2 separate regions of the Athene noctua genome follow, and region 1 is linked to region 2. The links are chromatin contacts, called in public Hi-C maps. All regions are on one chromosome and are shown on one strand. Each heading gives the region's core, a stretch centred on a gene start, on an enhancer-like site or on the middle of the called end of the contact. The rest is flanking DNA. Distances are from core to core; before and after follow the strand shown.

Region 1 (7,253 bases), core at 3,428-5,927, 350 kb before region 2:
GCTTTGGGTTTGCGGTGATTTTATGGTTCACTGTTGAATTGAACCCTGCAAATGTTTTTGTCTTTGAACTCTGCAAATGCTCTTTGCTGCCTTGGGCTGGGCTGTGTGTGCAAAACCAGAGAAGGCAAAGGGGTGTAGTCATGCAAGAAAAGGGAGCTCTCCTTGACTTTGCACAACTCCCATTCAGCTGATGATCTTGGCACCTCTGCATGTGGACTTGTTGGAGGGTGTGTTACAGAGGGAGGCAGGCTCCTCATCCATCCTGGCTGACGTTTAACTCCTTCCAAGCTCACTTAAATGACTAGAGAGCAAGTGGGTTAATCAAGGTATGTCCTGGCTTTAGGACTTCGCCCTCAGTAAAATGTCATGGTGCTGCTGCCCTTGTACTCTTTAGGTGGCAGCTTTGCTTTGGGAAGGCAATGCCAACCCTACAGCCTGTCTCCAGGCCTAGAAATGCCCTGACTCTGCTTCTTGATGAGCTCAGAAAAAGATGGTGTGGACAAGAAAAAAGCGGGGTGCCCAAAGCAGGCTTTGGGGTTTTCTATTCATTTGAAATGTAATTGCTTTTGTCTGATGGTGTGCACTTCAGTGTTTGAATCTCTTTGGCTGGAAGGTGAGTTGGTGCAATGAAAAGGCCTGTCTTAAACAGCCTCAGCAAAGAGCTGAGTGTGGCTCAGTTCTTGCTGTCTTTGCTGGAAGGTATTTGAGCCCAAATCTGGGATTTGGCTGAGCTGAATTAAAGGGCTGTGGAGCAAAATGGGCTTTCTGAGGCCTTTGGTCCTCCTTTAATCAGGATCTAGGGGTATCAGAGCTGTCACTGTCATAAGCCTGAAGCTCAGGACTGAGAAAAGGCCTTTTGTGATAGTCAGGGGGGATGAGGGGATGATGCATGTATTGTGATATGTCCTCTCTTCCCTCCTCCACCTCCCAGGAGCTTCATCTTCCCATCCCGAGGGCAACTTGGGAGCAGCAGCTGCTTAGCTCCTGCTGCCTCAGACACATTTGTGAAGCAAATCCATATGCACATAGTCTGAAGAAAAGTCCCAAGGAGGAACCCACAACATCTTTGGCCTCTTGCCATTCAGAGATTCCTGCCCTAGAAATGCATCATACCTGCACCCCTCTCTAGTTCGACTGAGAAATAGAAGTCCTGCTCCCTCCTCCAGCACTGCAGCCCTCTTCTGTGGCTGCAGAGATGGGAGAACTGGGAGTAGGATTGAGGAGCTGTGCTTTCCCTTCCTCCTGGGTGCTAGAGCCTCAAGGCTGAATTTCCCTCGGAAGGGAAAGACTGAGGAGAAAGGAACAAAAAATAACAGGTTGCTTATTTCTTGAATCATTTCCATGTCTAGGTTCCCTTCCATGCTTAAGAAAATTTTGCGAAGTAGACTTTGAGTCCAATGCAGGTATTTCTAAATATTATTGTATTATTCTGCATATGCATATATTCCCATCTTACAGCTGCTACCCATGCAGACAAGGAGAACAAACCCTGTGCATTGAAGCCAAAAAGGCCTTCAACTGCCTGCTGCTCTCCTTAATTTACATGCCCTTATCCGATCCTTTTAATTTTTATCGGTATTCTACTTTTTCATACTGACCTTGCCTTCCTTTTGGGAAGGTAGTGAGGAGGAGCTTAGGTCCAGGTCCAGCTGTGGGCAGCCAGGATCCTGGCTCCAAGAAACACCAGAAAAATGGAGAACAGGAGCTGCCTTCGACCTGTGGCTGAGAGCCACAGGGAATTCCTCACATTCTTCTTCAACGTGGCAGGATGATTTGGTGATTAAAATCCATGACAACAGAGGCAGGGAAATAAAGCAGCTTCCTAAATCTCGGGAAGCCATTAAATGTAATAACCTGCAGCCTTCGAAAAGCAGGGAGACACCAATCTGGGCTCAGCAGTGAAGTCACTGCTTGTGGGTGGTGCACACAGGAGTCCAGAGGGAATAAATCCAGCCCTCCTTGTAATCTATAATGTATTTGTGGAATTCAGGAGAGCAGGTTTTTCTGTTAGGTTTTGTCTTCATTGCTAAAAAAGGTGTGTTCCTCCTGCAAAACAGTCAGTTCATGTTAACTCTCCTGCTGTAAAATCCTGGAGGAGGCAATTTTATCAAGGAATAAATAGAGCTAAATCAGCATGGGCAGAGAGTATGCAATCACCTCGCTCAGTTACCTTGCAATAAAATAAAAGATTTTACAGTCCTGTTGTTATCTCACTGTAAAAGTTATTTTTTAAAGCAGAGAAGACAAACCTGCAGTGCCTAAAAAAGGTATCAAAATGACATTTTATGAATGCGAGAACCAATCTGCTCAGAATAAATTGTATGTATTTAACTTTGACCCTTAGCAACATTGTGGCTGCTGTGAGTAGAGACAGCGTGCACAAAGGAGTGCTGTTTAATTTTAATCATACTGAACTCTCCCCTTCAAATCCTGGTTTGGTCTCAAAGATCAAGACCCACAAAAGTGGTTGTGAGCAAGTTAGTGGATAGAGTTTAGGACCTGTATTCAGAACAGCGAAGAAGCAGTCAGCTTTCAAAAAATAAGCAAAGATACAACAGTCAGCTGCAGCATATCTTAACTACAGATTTTGTTTTAAAATGAATTGCTCTCTCAAGGCTTCCAGATGAATGCTGACTTTTTACAGTTCTGTCACCAGTTTTAAACTTACCACTCAGCTGTGATGCTGGTTTAACCAGGCAGAGAGTAATCCCCTTTTGCACCTTGCACCTTCGGGATCTGACAAAATCTGAACCATAAAGGAATACATTAAGTACAGTGATCCAAAATAGGGATCAGAAACTTGATTCATATGACATTCTCAAACTGCTATATTATTATTAGACTATTAGTAGGATTTCTTCAGCTCACAGGAGCCCAGTAGCTCTTCATGTCACATTGGTTTCATTGTTATTCTGGACATATATTGGTTTCGGCAATGCAAAGGAAAGGGAATTCAAATGCATGTGGTGTGCATGTAGAAATACAGCTAAAAGGACTGTTGCCTTCTGAAACAAGGCACTGATGAGACCTGTGCTGTGTGATCTCTGTTTCGGGGTGTTTGCTGCAGGATATCACCAGCTCTGATGGTGACTGCTGTACTTTCCGATGAACGCAAGAAATGCAAGGCTGGTTGAGCGCCAGCTTGCTCTGAGCACTCATACAGTGTCAAGCCCATCAAGGATTTAGGAATGGTGATGACTCAGTTTAGGGTGACAGAAAGGACCCACAGCGCTCAAAGCAGCCTAAATGGCTGGAGTTTCCAGTCTGGCTGACTCATCCACCAGCCTCTTGTACACTCCCTCCAGTGCTCTTCCCCATCAGCTGAAAGGGTGAGGGGTTTTCATGGTGTCCTCCAGAAATCCCCCTGCCTTACGGTCCCATTGCCTTGAGGCTTTTAAGGCTGTACGAGGAATCTCTTGGGTGCCTCCAGCTGCTCTCCTGTCTGCCAGCACCTGACCTTGCTGCCAAACAGTTTGCCCCTGCCCAAGTCAATGTCTCCTTGTCTGTGAGTTTGCAAAAGGGCTGCTCCTTTGTGGGTCCTTTGGAAAGTGTCTAGTGGGAGATGAGCCCCCCCATGCCATACTGGTGTCCATGAGGTAGAGAGTGGGCTTTTGAGGAGTCATGAGCTGAATCTCTGCTTTTTTTTTCTCCACTTGTTTGGTTTTGTGATTTTTATACTAGCATGGGGAATTTTGCTATATTAGGGTAGTTTTCTTAGGTGGTGGCAGCAGCCTTATATCTGTGGACTGTAAAGCTATCTGAGAGCAACATCTGGGCTGTCAAAGGAGCTGCCCAGTTCTGGCAGGGAGGGACAAACAGTCCTAGTCCCAAAGTATTTTTTACCATGTGTGTCCCATATCTGTCACCATCAGAGAGAGACTTTTCTGTCAGTGGAGCTGCCAGGTTTACAGCTGCTGAGGAGCGAGGCCTTTGAATCTGCCAAAAACTCCATCAATTGTTTGCATCAAGATAACCAGAAATGGAAATAAACAACAGAAAAACAATAACTGAAAACCTCCCCCAAATATTCAAGTAGAGGGAAACTTTATTTTCCCACACTAGATTCCCTTTCATTCCCCCTCCCTGTTTGCCAGCATCATCTTTCCACCCTTAAAAATATCTAATTCAAGAGTAGGGGACAGAGTGGAAGAAATCGGTTCCACCCAGTAAAAGCCCGTGGATCATGCAGGTTTTTCTGCTTTCTGTCTTGCTGTCTCAAATGCAAAGCTTGTAACTTCTGCTTTGAGCTCATGCCTCTGTGAGTGTTTGTGGTTACAGCTTCTATTTCTACATTGGCAAACTCTGACCTGTTTTTCTTTTCTTTTTCTTTTTTTTTTTTTTTTTCCCCTTGAAAAAAGAAATCTGCCCCCACCAGTGTCTAAAAGCTCTTTAGACCTAGACTCTGACCACTGGCATCTGTTCAAGGCCTTTTCCTTGATTTGGGGACCGTGAAGGAGAGATCTGCAGCACTCCGTGTCTTCTGGAAGCCTTGCCAGAAAGGAACGGAGCGTGAAAACGTGCCAGCAGCAGGAAAAGAAGCATCGTTGTCAAGCTGCGGCGGTAGCAAAATGCAGGAGGCTGGGCCAGCAGTGAAGACGCCAGATTTCAGCAGGGAGGAGCCAGGGCCAGCGCGGCGCTGGGGCTCGGGCGCTTGGCCTCAGTCGATGCGCTGGGCAGGCGGTGGCCTGCGGATGCGGGAGAGAGATAAATGAGGAGTCATAGCGAAGACGCATTTCCAGCCAAGGCGAAGGAGGAGGCCTCTCCGAAGGGAGCTGACGTTGGGGATTACTGGAGCAGAGAGCAGGGGGAGCCTGGCCGGTCTGGCTTCCACCCCGGGCCAGCCCTAACATCTGGGCACAGCTGTTTTCCTGGAGCCTTTTCTGCTGCTGCACATCGGCTTGTTTTGCAGCAATGGAATCGAATGGCACTTTCCTCGCTTGCAACAGTAAGTCTGTAGAAATGTCCTTGCTTTTCAGCTCTCTTATCTTGTCCAAGAGCTTTATTTTTCTACTCTCTTCTCTCTGTCCTCTGCCTCCCCATTCTCTCATTTGGAAGTAGTGCGGCGTTTAGTCAGTGTTACAGAGAGATGACCGATTTTTCTGTTGGTAGAAAGGGTTTCTTGGCTGGACAAGCATCTGCAAGTCCAGAAAAGTTGATCCAAATCTCCTCCCCTTTATGGTGAAACTCAAGGTGGGACGGATGCTCAACTGAGGAAACTCTCTGGGCTCTGGTGAAGACAGCAGAGCCAGGATAAATTACCTAGGCTCAAGATCTGCCCCTAAGACTCTTTAAATGTTAAATACAAAAAAAATTAAAATATTTCTAAAAAAGAAGAAATCCTCTCTGCCCTTCCAGCAAGTGAGAGTTAAGTAAGATTCAACTGGTACCAAGATTGAGAGACTTGTCTGACAGACGGGGTAATGAAATATCCCTTATTCCCTTGTCTGACTTTAATATATTGCTTTATTACCTCCTCACTGTATTTTACTTACTCTGATGAGCAGAAACAACTCAAGGCTGTGATAGCTACAGATTGAAAAGAAGATATTGTGATCCCACAGAAATGGGAAAAGTCTACAGTGATTGTTTTTAGTTCATGAGATAGGTGCTTTCTTACTATCAATGAGCTATAAACAAAAATAAACTTATAGAGCAATAAGTGATGGACCATAAACATAATCAGTTTAGCATTATCAGAAGAAATGTGAAAAGATTCCCCCAGGCTCAAGAAATCTTCCCTCTTATTTTCCCAGATGCTCGAAATCTGGCAGGAAGGTGAAACAGAGGTTAATGTTATACTTTCTGTAGGTATCTCATTCATTATACAACCACTGGGGAAAGAATGCTAAGAAATACATCTGGAACTATTAAAATATTTCCTATTGTTGCCTGTGGGTCATTTTTCGGTGAATATTATTTAGTCTTCGGTGGTTAGGAACCAAGGAGAATTCAGTGGCTGTTTCTTAATCTATTTTCTTGTCTCAAGCAGAAAAATACACAAGTGTTGAATAAGCTGAGCTTTTAAAAAAGTATTTACTGAAATTCTTTGACACATAACACACACAAGTGCCAAAGTCACTCCAAATGCCAGACTACTTAGACAAGAAAAGTTGCTCACATGTTGGTTTGTTAGCAGGATCAGACTTGTGCTATGTAGTTTGTCAGAAATTTCTCAGATACTATGGTTTATAGATATGTTTTGTCTACAGCTGTATGTTGAAACTCAGTTACTTTCAGTTTCTTTCTTTTTTTTTTTTTTTCTAACATAGATACAACAGCTGTATTTACCATGTCAGAATTAACCACGGGCACATGGTTCACTCTCAGTAAAATATCTGACAGTCAATAGGAGACACCTGAGATATCTTTGGGTAGCAGAAGTGGGTATTAATGTAGATGAGAGTTTCTGAAAAGTTTGTATAGTTTTGTTTACTCTGCATTGGATGGAGATCCGAGTCCTGGGAAGAAAACTGTGCATGTTCCCTTGTCCACAGAGCCAGAGTAGCTGCTGTGATTTAGTGGTCTGTGCCTTTTATTTTGAATGTGTTTAATTCAGCTGAATGGGCTTCTTGTGTCTTATTTTATAAAAGGTCATCCACATTTAGTACGCAATGAATCTGCTAGACTCTGTGGGCTGTTAATAATCTTTCTCTTGCCTCATGAAGTTAGTTTGTTTCTGAACTGGGAGCCCTTGTGTTCGCACAGATTATAGAACAGCTAATTTATACTATGCCTTATTCTTATACACCGACTTTTTAATCCAAGACACTGGGTACATTGTGTGGGGAATGCCACAGCCCCATTATGGGAATGGCCTCTGCTCCAGCCCAGGGTGAGAATCACCAGGGAAGGGTTAGTAAAATTCTACAAAACAGGCCATTTCCTTGTTTCTTCTGTCGGCTAGTCCTGATAATTAATTTTGAGATTTAAATTTCCAAATGAATAATCTCTACCTGCCCATCTTAGCTGGGAGCACTGAGGAGGCTTCTTCTGGGCTTCAGCCTCTGTGGGTGGAGACAATGCTACTTGGGATGAGATGGGATCTGCTCTGAAGTAGCCAGTAACTTTGATCTCTTTTTCTACAAACAAAATGCTTCTAGCACACCCCATTTGATGCAGGTTGTGCCTGATGTGTTACACAGGTTTTCTGAGCCACAGTGTTTCTAGTAGTGCAGGAGAATTGGCAATACTGACACTTCTTAGTACGTTAAATATGCAGCTTGTCCCTTTTTCAGACAGAACAAGTAAAATTA
Region 2 (6,762 bases), core at 527-3,026:
GCCCCAGGAACCAGTCCCAGATTTGTTTCATCTGCAAGGAGAGACGTTGCTGGGGTTCAGCAGCATGTGCAAGGCAGGATTTTATTGAGGGAAAAACGCTCAAGGCACCAGCCTGGCCCATCTTCATCCTCCTGATGGAGGGCAGAGGGGTGCTGCCCTGGGGACCAAGCATGCTTGGACACTGAGGATCGGAAGAAATCTTCTAGGAGGGGGTGAAAAAGTGCATTTTGGAGAAGCACTGCTACCTGTTCCTCCAGGTTCAGCACAGGAGAACCAAGCTGCTCCCCATCACTGGGGTTTCCCGTTTCCCTGGGTCCTGCCCATGTTTCCCCCACAGTCCCAGCTGGTTTGCCCTCTCCCCTTTACTCCACTCGAGCCATATTTTTCTGGGGCTGATTCCACTATCTTCACATCTTAGATAGCCATGACAAGTTAGACGGGGGCTGCAGAGTCCTTATGCTCTTATCAACATTGGATTAATTAAAAAAACTAATCAGGAAAAGAGAAAAGCTCAGTGTAAACCTCATGCTAGAGGGGTTTCCAAGTAGGTACGCCAGCGAAATAAAAACAGCAATTTGCAGCTAAATAAAAATAACAATTAAGCATTTGAAATACAAATATACCATTCAGAACAAGCGGATAAATATTCAGATGCATTCATTACGAGGTTGAGGCTGTCTCTCAAATAAACAGACAGGTACAAAATAGCAGCCTGAATACTCCCAATTATGCCAAAATCCCATCAGCGCTGATGCTCCCGGTCCCAGGCAGTGGGAGGGGGTGAAGGGGAGACGGGGAGGAGGAGGGGGGCAATGGGGAAAGCGTGTGTGGGAAGCGCTATTTTTTAGAACTGGTCTTAAATTTTATGTAGCCGGTGTTTGGGTTCTCCTTCACGGAGGGCTTTAATTCCCAGGGATTCGAAGTTCTCCTGTGGCACCGGCGCTCGTTAAGGGCCCTTCTTTCTGACATGGTGGTGTCCTTCCTCCCAGGGGAAGCCCCACCACGCTCGCGTCTGCAGAGAAAAGCGGGATTTGGCCTTCAGCCTGCGGCCCTAAGCCCAGCCCGAGGGGTCCGGCAGCGGGGTGCGGCCCAGCCCGGCGCAGCCCCCACGCAGCGCACGAAAGACCGTGGGATCAGTGAAAAACAAAACACCGCCGGGCCCAAAACCTACAAAGCTTTTGGAGCTCAAACGCTGCGGCTGATTGAAAAAATAACACTTCCTTCCCCCCGCCACCACCCCCCCACCCTCGGCCTCCGGCACTTCCCGGCCCCACGGCGGGGGGTACGCGCGGGGACGCGGCGCTGGGACAAGGGGACACCGCGCTGCGGTGCCCTGGGTGGGTGCTGGGGGGACAGAGCCCCCGCGGAGGGGCCGAGCCGTGGGGGGTGTCCGGGGCTGCCACGGGGGTGCTCGGGGTGCGCCGCCACCCCCCGGGGGCATCTACGCTTCTGGGGGTGACGAGCGCCGCCCGGAGGGGTGTCACCGGAGGAAGGGGGGGGGGGGGGGGTGCGGGCACGGCGCCCGCCCCGCGCTCACCCCGGGGGCAGCAGCGCCGCCCCGCGGCAGGCGCGCGGCGGTCCCGCGCAGGCGCAGCCCGGCCCAGAGGCACGGGGGGGCGGTGCCGGGATGTGACGCGGCGCTGCCGCGCGCCCCCTGCCGGCCCGCCGCCGCCGCCGTGCCGAATCTGCGGCGGGGCGCGCGCCCCGGCCTGGCGGCGGCCGCTGCCCGTGCGGAAAGTGCGGCGGCGGGGCGCGTGCCGGCTTTACGCCGGGCGGGATTTCATCATGCGGGGTGGGAGGGGGGGCAGGGCAGGGCGGAGCGCCGCGCCTCTCCATGCCGCTGCCGCTCCGTAGCGCCCTGCCCGCCCTGCTGCGCCGCCTCGTCCGCTCGCCCGTCGCCGCGCTCCGCTCCCGGCCCGCCCCGGCAGCGACCCCCATGGACGGTCCGCAAGCCGAGGCGCTGCTCGCGCCCCTCCGGCAGGCGGTGCGGCACCAGGTGAGCGGCGGGGGGGGACACACGCCCACGCTGAGGGGAGTCCCGCTGAGGCGGGCGGCGCCCGAGGAGGGACCGCCGGGGAGGACCCGCCGGAGCGGGGGGTGGGTCTCGCTGAGGGGGTCGGGTGCGTGACAGAGCCGCACGCCGCTCCGGGCCCGCGTCGGCCGGCCGGTGCCTCTGTTCGGGTCTGCGGGGAGGTGCCCCCTGTCCTGCCCCCGAGCCCTGCCGGTGGCGTGGGGTGTGCTGTGGGCGGCTTCGCCGTCCCTGCGGGGAGCGCGCGGTGTTGCCCCCCAGGGCCCTGCGTGCGCCCCCGCCGCTTCCGCGCTGCGGGCGCTGCGGTGCCCGGCGGGCTTCAGCGCCGAGTCCGCGGTGGGGGGGTCCCTGTGGGTCTGCCCTTGGCGCGGCCCCCAAGCGCGGGGCCTGCGGGTGTCTCCTCTCGGGTGGGTGTCGCTCTGCCCTGGAGGAGCGGGCTGGCGGGGAGTGCGCGGGTGTGGAGGTTTCCCGTAGACAGCCCTTTCTTTCCCTTCCCGGTAGCGGTGGTGTGTGTTAGAGCGGTCTTGCAGAACAGGATCCGTGCGTCAGGCTACCCGGCTTTCCTCTCCTGGGCTCGGTGTGTTTTCTGTGTGCAAGCTGGGGCCGACTTTGTCGTGCTTTTAGGGCCCCGTAGCTGGCTCTTCACGTTTTCTTCATAAAACAGCCTGGATAGTTCCCTCTTCTCATGGAGTCACATGGTGACTTCCCTTTAGAGATGAGTTTGTGTGGGGTTTGGGAGGTAAACGATATTCTTTTAAGAGTTGCATATTTGCTTGATGCAGTTAGGGATATTAATTCCTTTGCACGTTTTCCATTTCATCGTTCTTACTTGTCCAGGTATGTAGTCGTCTCCTATTAGCTTGGACTGCATCGCATTCTCTTTCCATCTCCCTCGGATGAAGCTATTAATCCTTAGCTTCCTTCTTCCCCGAGAAGGATTTCGTTGTCTTTTTATTTCCTAAGTGAATCTTGATCTCGGGTACCCTTGCTGTGTACATTCATGGCAGTGGTGCTTCCTCGCTGCACATGGGACTTCCCCTTCCTCCCCGCTTTAGCAGCCAGACCTATGCCTGTGGGTTCCCCACATGCCTCCTTGAAGTGGTTGAATCCATAGCCTTCTGCTTAGCTGCACACATAGCTACGTGTGTGTCCCATGTATTCATAGATCTGTGCATGTGTTTGCCCATTAAATGAGTGGATTTATGGCCCTCTAATTACACCAGTACTTCAGTGAGTTTTTATTATGAATCATTGTGCATCATAATACCTTGGCAAGAGAGGTTCTTATAAATAAGGTGATGATCCCTAGAGCATGCCAATTATTTATTTAAAATCCTGTATCTTGGGTGCTGTCATTTGCCTTTAAAGTATCAATGCACCCCTTCTTTCTGTCTGCCCGTGGGATTGAAAGAGGAGTGTGGGGTGCCGAGTAGAGGTTTGTGGGTAAATTTGTGTAGCTGGGACCATGGATATTGTATCGAACAGCTGACAGTAGTAATTCACTGTCATGTTTGCATAAGAGGATAAGGAGTAGTAACGAAGATTAGGGTAGTTGATACCTTACAATGCAGAGGACCCTGTGTATCAGCATGTGGAGAGGTGGCTTAAGTAAACCTAAGGGACTCTAAACCTACGGAGAGGAAAGTGAGCAGCATATCTTCCTGCAGCAGTGCCTGATGCAATAAGCTGCCGTGATCCAGGGGTGGATCCCTCTCTGCTTTACTGGTCTGTGGGACAAAGCTGCAGCAAAATTTGCCACATCGAGTGCTGCTGTGCACTCCTCCTCTGGGTTGGGCTCAAGATCGTAGCTTTAATTAGATTGAGTCCTGTCAGCAAACGTAATTATTTTCTTCGGTTGTGTTTGTCTTTTTTTTTTTTTTTTTTTTTCTCCCCTTGTGTATGTCTGAGTACTCTTTCACTTCTAGATCAGGACAAAGAGTTGCTGTGTGCTGCCTTTAGATGCTCAGCAGTAAGCAGGGTGATAGCTCTGTTGAGTCAGCAGTATAGCTGCTTTGCTGCTGCCTTGATGTTTTTCCACTGCCGACCCCCTAGCTCAACAAAGGCAATTTGGACTTACTACTTTAAAAAAAAAAACCAAACCAAACCACAACAGATCAGATCCCTCCCTCTGCCACGTTACCCAGGAATGGCAGTTGAGGTCCTTAGCCCTAAAGTGAAACTTTCCCTGCTTTGGAATAACAAAGAAGGGAAAGGTATAACAAAGGAAGGAAACGGCAGGTTTATTCTGTTCTTGTAGCTGACGTAGTTAGTAAGCCTGACAGGATCTGATTTTTCTTTCTTTGTGTGTGTTTGTTTTAATGCAGTCTTCCTCCTTTTATTAATAAAATTAGCCTTTGAACCCCTTAGTCTCTGAAGTACTTTTAGCTTTTCTAATCTGATTACTGTATGGCAATCTGTGTATTCTCTTCTCTTTGGTTTCTCAGTTACCTATAATATTAATGTCAGAAAAACTCAGAATTTATGAAAAAGCTGGTATTGTGGAAATGTAATGTCTTTGGATTGTTTTTTTTTCTTTTTGTTCAATGGAGAAGTGCAAGATGCAAGAAAAATGATTAATTTAGAGCTTCCCATTCTTAGAACGTGCCACTTGAGGAGACATTGACATCTTTATGTTTTTTCCTCCTGGGTCAGTTCCTTTGTCCTCCTCAGTAATTCAAGATAGACCTTGGTTTTGGCTGGAGAAGAGTGGGCTGAAAGGAAGACTTTTACTTAACTTATCTCCAGGAGCAAGTTGGACGTGACAGCTGAAGATCATGTTCAGAAAAGCATGCTGTTGGGTATTTAGGGGTTGAGCAGTTCCCTGGGATGAAAGGGGAGAATGGTCCCCACAGGGCAGAGACCTTTGTGGAACCATAAAAGGTGATGGTGGTTTGACTTGGGTCAAGACCTCAGTGTAGGCCCACTCCAGAGTTTTGCTACTCTGAAATATTTAGGCTTTTTGGTTTTTTTTGGTGTGTTTCTAAAGTATTTTATAAACTCTATTCTTTCCCAAAGTTACTGGACAAGTTTTAAAAACAATAACAGTTTTTACAGATAATGTAATGCCTCCTTCGCTTTGACATTAGGTTAAAAATGTCTGTCTTTTGTGAGACCTTCTTCTAAAGATTTGTGTACTTGTCAGTTTTGAACAGATACGATAGAGGAAGAGAAGTCCAAATGGACATAAATTTTGAAGAAAAGGGAAGAGATGGAAGGAAGAGAAACCTTGCTGAGAAAGAGAACACAAAGCTTGTATTAACCATTTGTGAATCCACTTAGTGCATCCTCAAAGACTGAAATCTAGGATTTGTGGAAATACGCTGTGAAGTGGTGCATATGGGAGCATATTTGCACACTGAGATTTAATAACAGATCTGGGATTTAATAATAGCAGGGGGGGTTGAATTTCTATAATGATGTCTAGTTCTGCTGACTCTTGAATGCGTGTTTCTCGTTTTTACCAATTGAAGCATCCTCTTGAGACCTGCATGGAGAGTGGGGAGGCAGGACAAAACACTCCTTTTGGATTGCCAGGGGCGCTGAAAGGAGAGTTCTTGTCTGTGGCATTCAGAGAAAGAATCTGTATATCTTGTGTTTTGTCTCCTAGGGAGAACTGGTAAGGAAGCTGAAGGAAGAGAAAGCTCCCCAGGTGGATATAGACAAAGCTGTAGCAGAGCTCAAAGCTCGGAAGAGGGTCCTAGAAGCGAAGGTGAGTCTGGAAATTAAATTTTGAGTTCCACAGTTTTGTCTGAAAAGCCTTGAAATCTCTACTTAATGCCTTTTTTACAGTGTTGATTTGGGCTAAACAGTCATAGCAGGGTAGACTGAATCACTTCTGAAAAAATTTGCAAGTTTCCGACTAGTGGCAATTTCATTCTTTCTCTATTATGCTAATATCTGTTAGCATCAAATCACAGTGTGCGAACAAATAAATATGAGTTCAGGTTGTTCATAATCAGCCAAAATTCAGTGTATGTGTCACTAATCTTCGTTTACTGTACTTTTTTGTGCACAGTGAGAGGATATGCTGTACTCTGTAGTAAGTTTCACTTTCAGTATTTAAATGCCCAGACTGGCATAGAACGTGCTTCTTTAGAAACCATTTTCTTTACTACAGCTTAAACAGTTTAAGCTTTGCTACAGCTTAAAAAGTTTCAGATAGCCTATGGTTTTCCTCAGCCTTAAAGAGGGGGATGTATTGAAATTGTGTCCTCTCTTTTAAATTCATTTGTGCTCTGAAAAGTCTTTCTGCAAATGAAACGATGGAACATCAAGTCTGTTTTTTCGCTAGATCAATAAACAAGTAAAAATACACTTCCTTACCCTGCAAGCTTCCCTCCCCTTCTCAGACTGAAACAACAAAAAGAAACTTCAGAAGCATAAGAACAGGTGTGCAGATTCACCCAGGAAACTGCGAGGTTCCTTCTAATTTGTGTTTCATATAAAAAAGATTTTACTTGTGCTTCAGTGGTACTCTTAAAAACAGAATAATAAGTAAAGAAATGCACCACTGCTTGCAACTAACTGATTGTGAGAATTTTAGTATACCTGAATTGAAATCAGTCTACACTACTTGTCAGGCAGAGTCACGTGAGTTAGTGCTGTTAGATCTGGCGTTACGACTGCCTGTTTGCATACGTTTGACCCAAGTAAAAAGATGTCATTTTTGCTTACTATTCAGCACAGAACTGTGCTTTGAAATCATTGTGTGAAACCTGGATTGAGAGCTAGGT

The links. Hi-C and Micro-C count contacts between places; a contact is called where the count stands out from the background.
Region 1: a contact with region 2 is called in a Hi-C map of heart, with 3 times the contacts expected there. The contact joins the promoter of PLCD1 here to the promoter of GARS1 in region 2. A contact is called at or near these places in 2 of 2 Hi-C or Micro-C datasets (heart and liver).

The regions. Positions count from the first base shown.
Region 1 is chr2:108,227,448-108,234,700 of bAthNoc1.hap1.1, reverse strand. PLCD1 (phospholipase C delta 1) reads left to right here and starts at 4,677. Exons shown (of 15, transcript XM_074899849.1): 1 at 4,677-4,945. The coding sequence starts at 4,912.
Region 2 is chr2:107,872,143-107,878,904 of bAthNoc1.hap1.1, reverse strand. GARS1 (glycyl-tRNA synthetase 1) reads left to right here and starts at 1,776. Exons shown (of 17, transcript XM_074899840.1): 1 at 1,776-1,996; 2 at 5,637-5,738. The coding sequence starts at 1,835.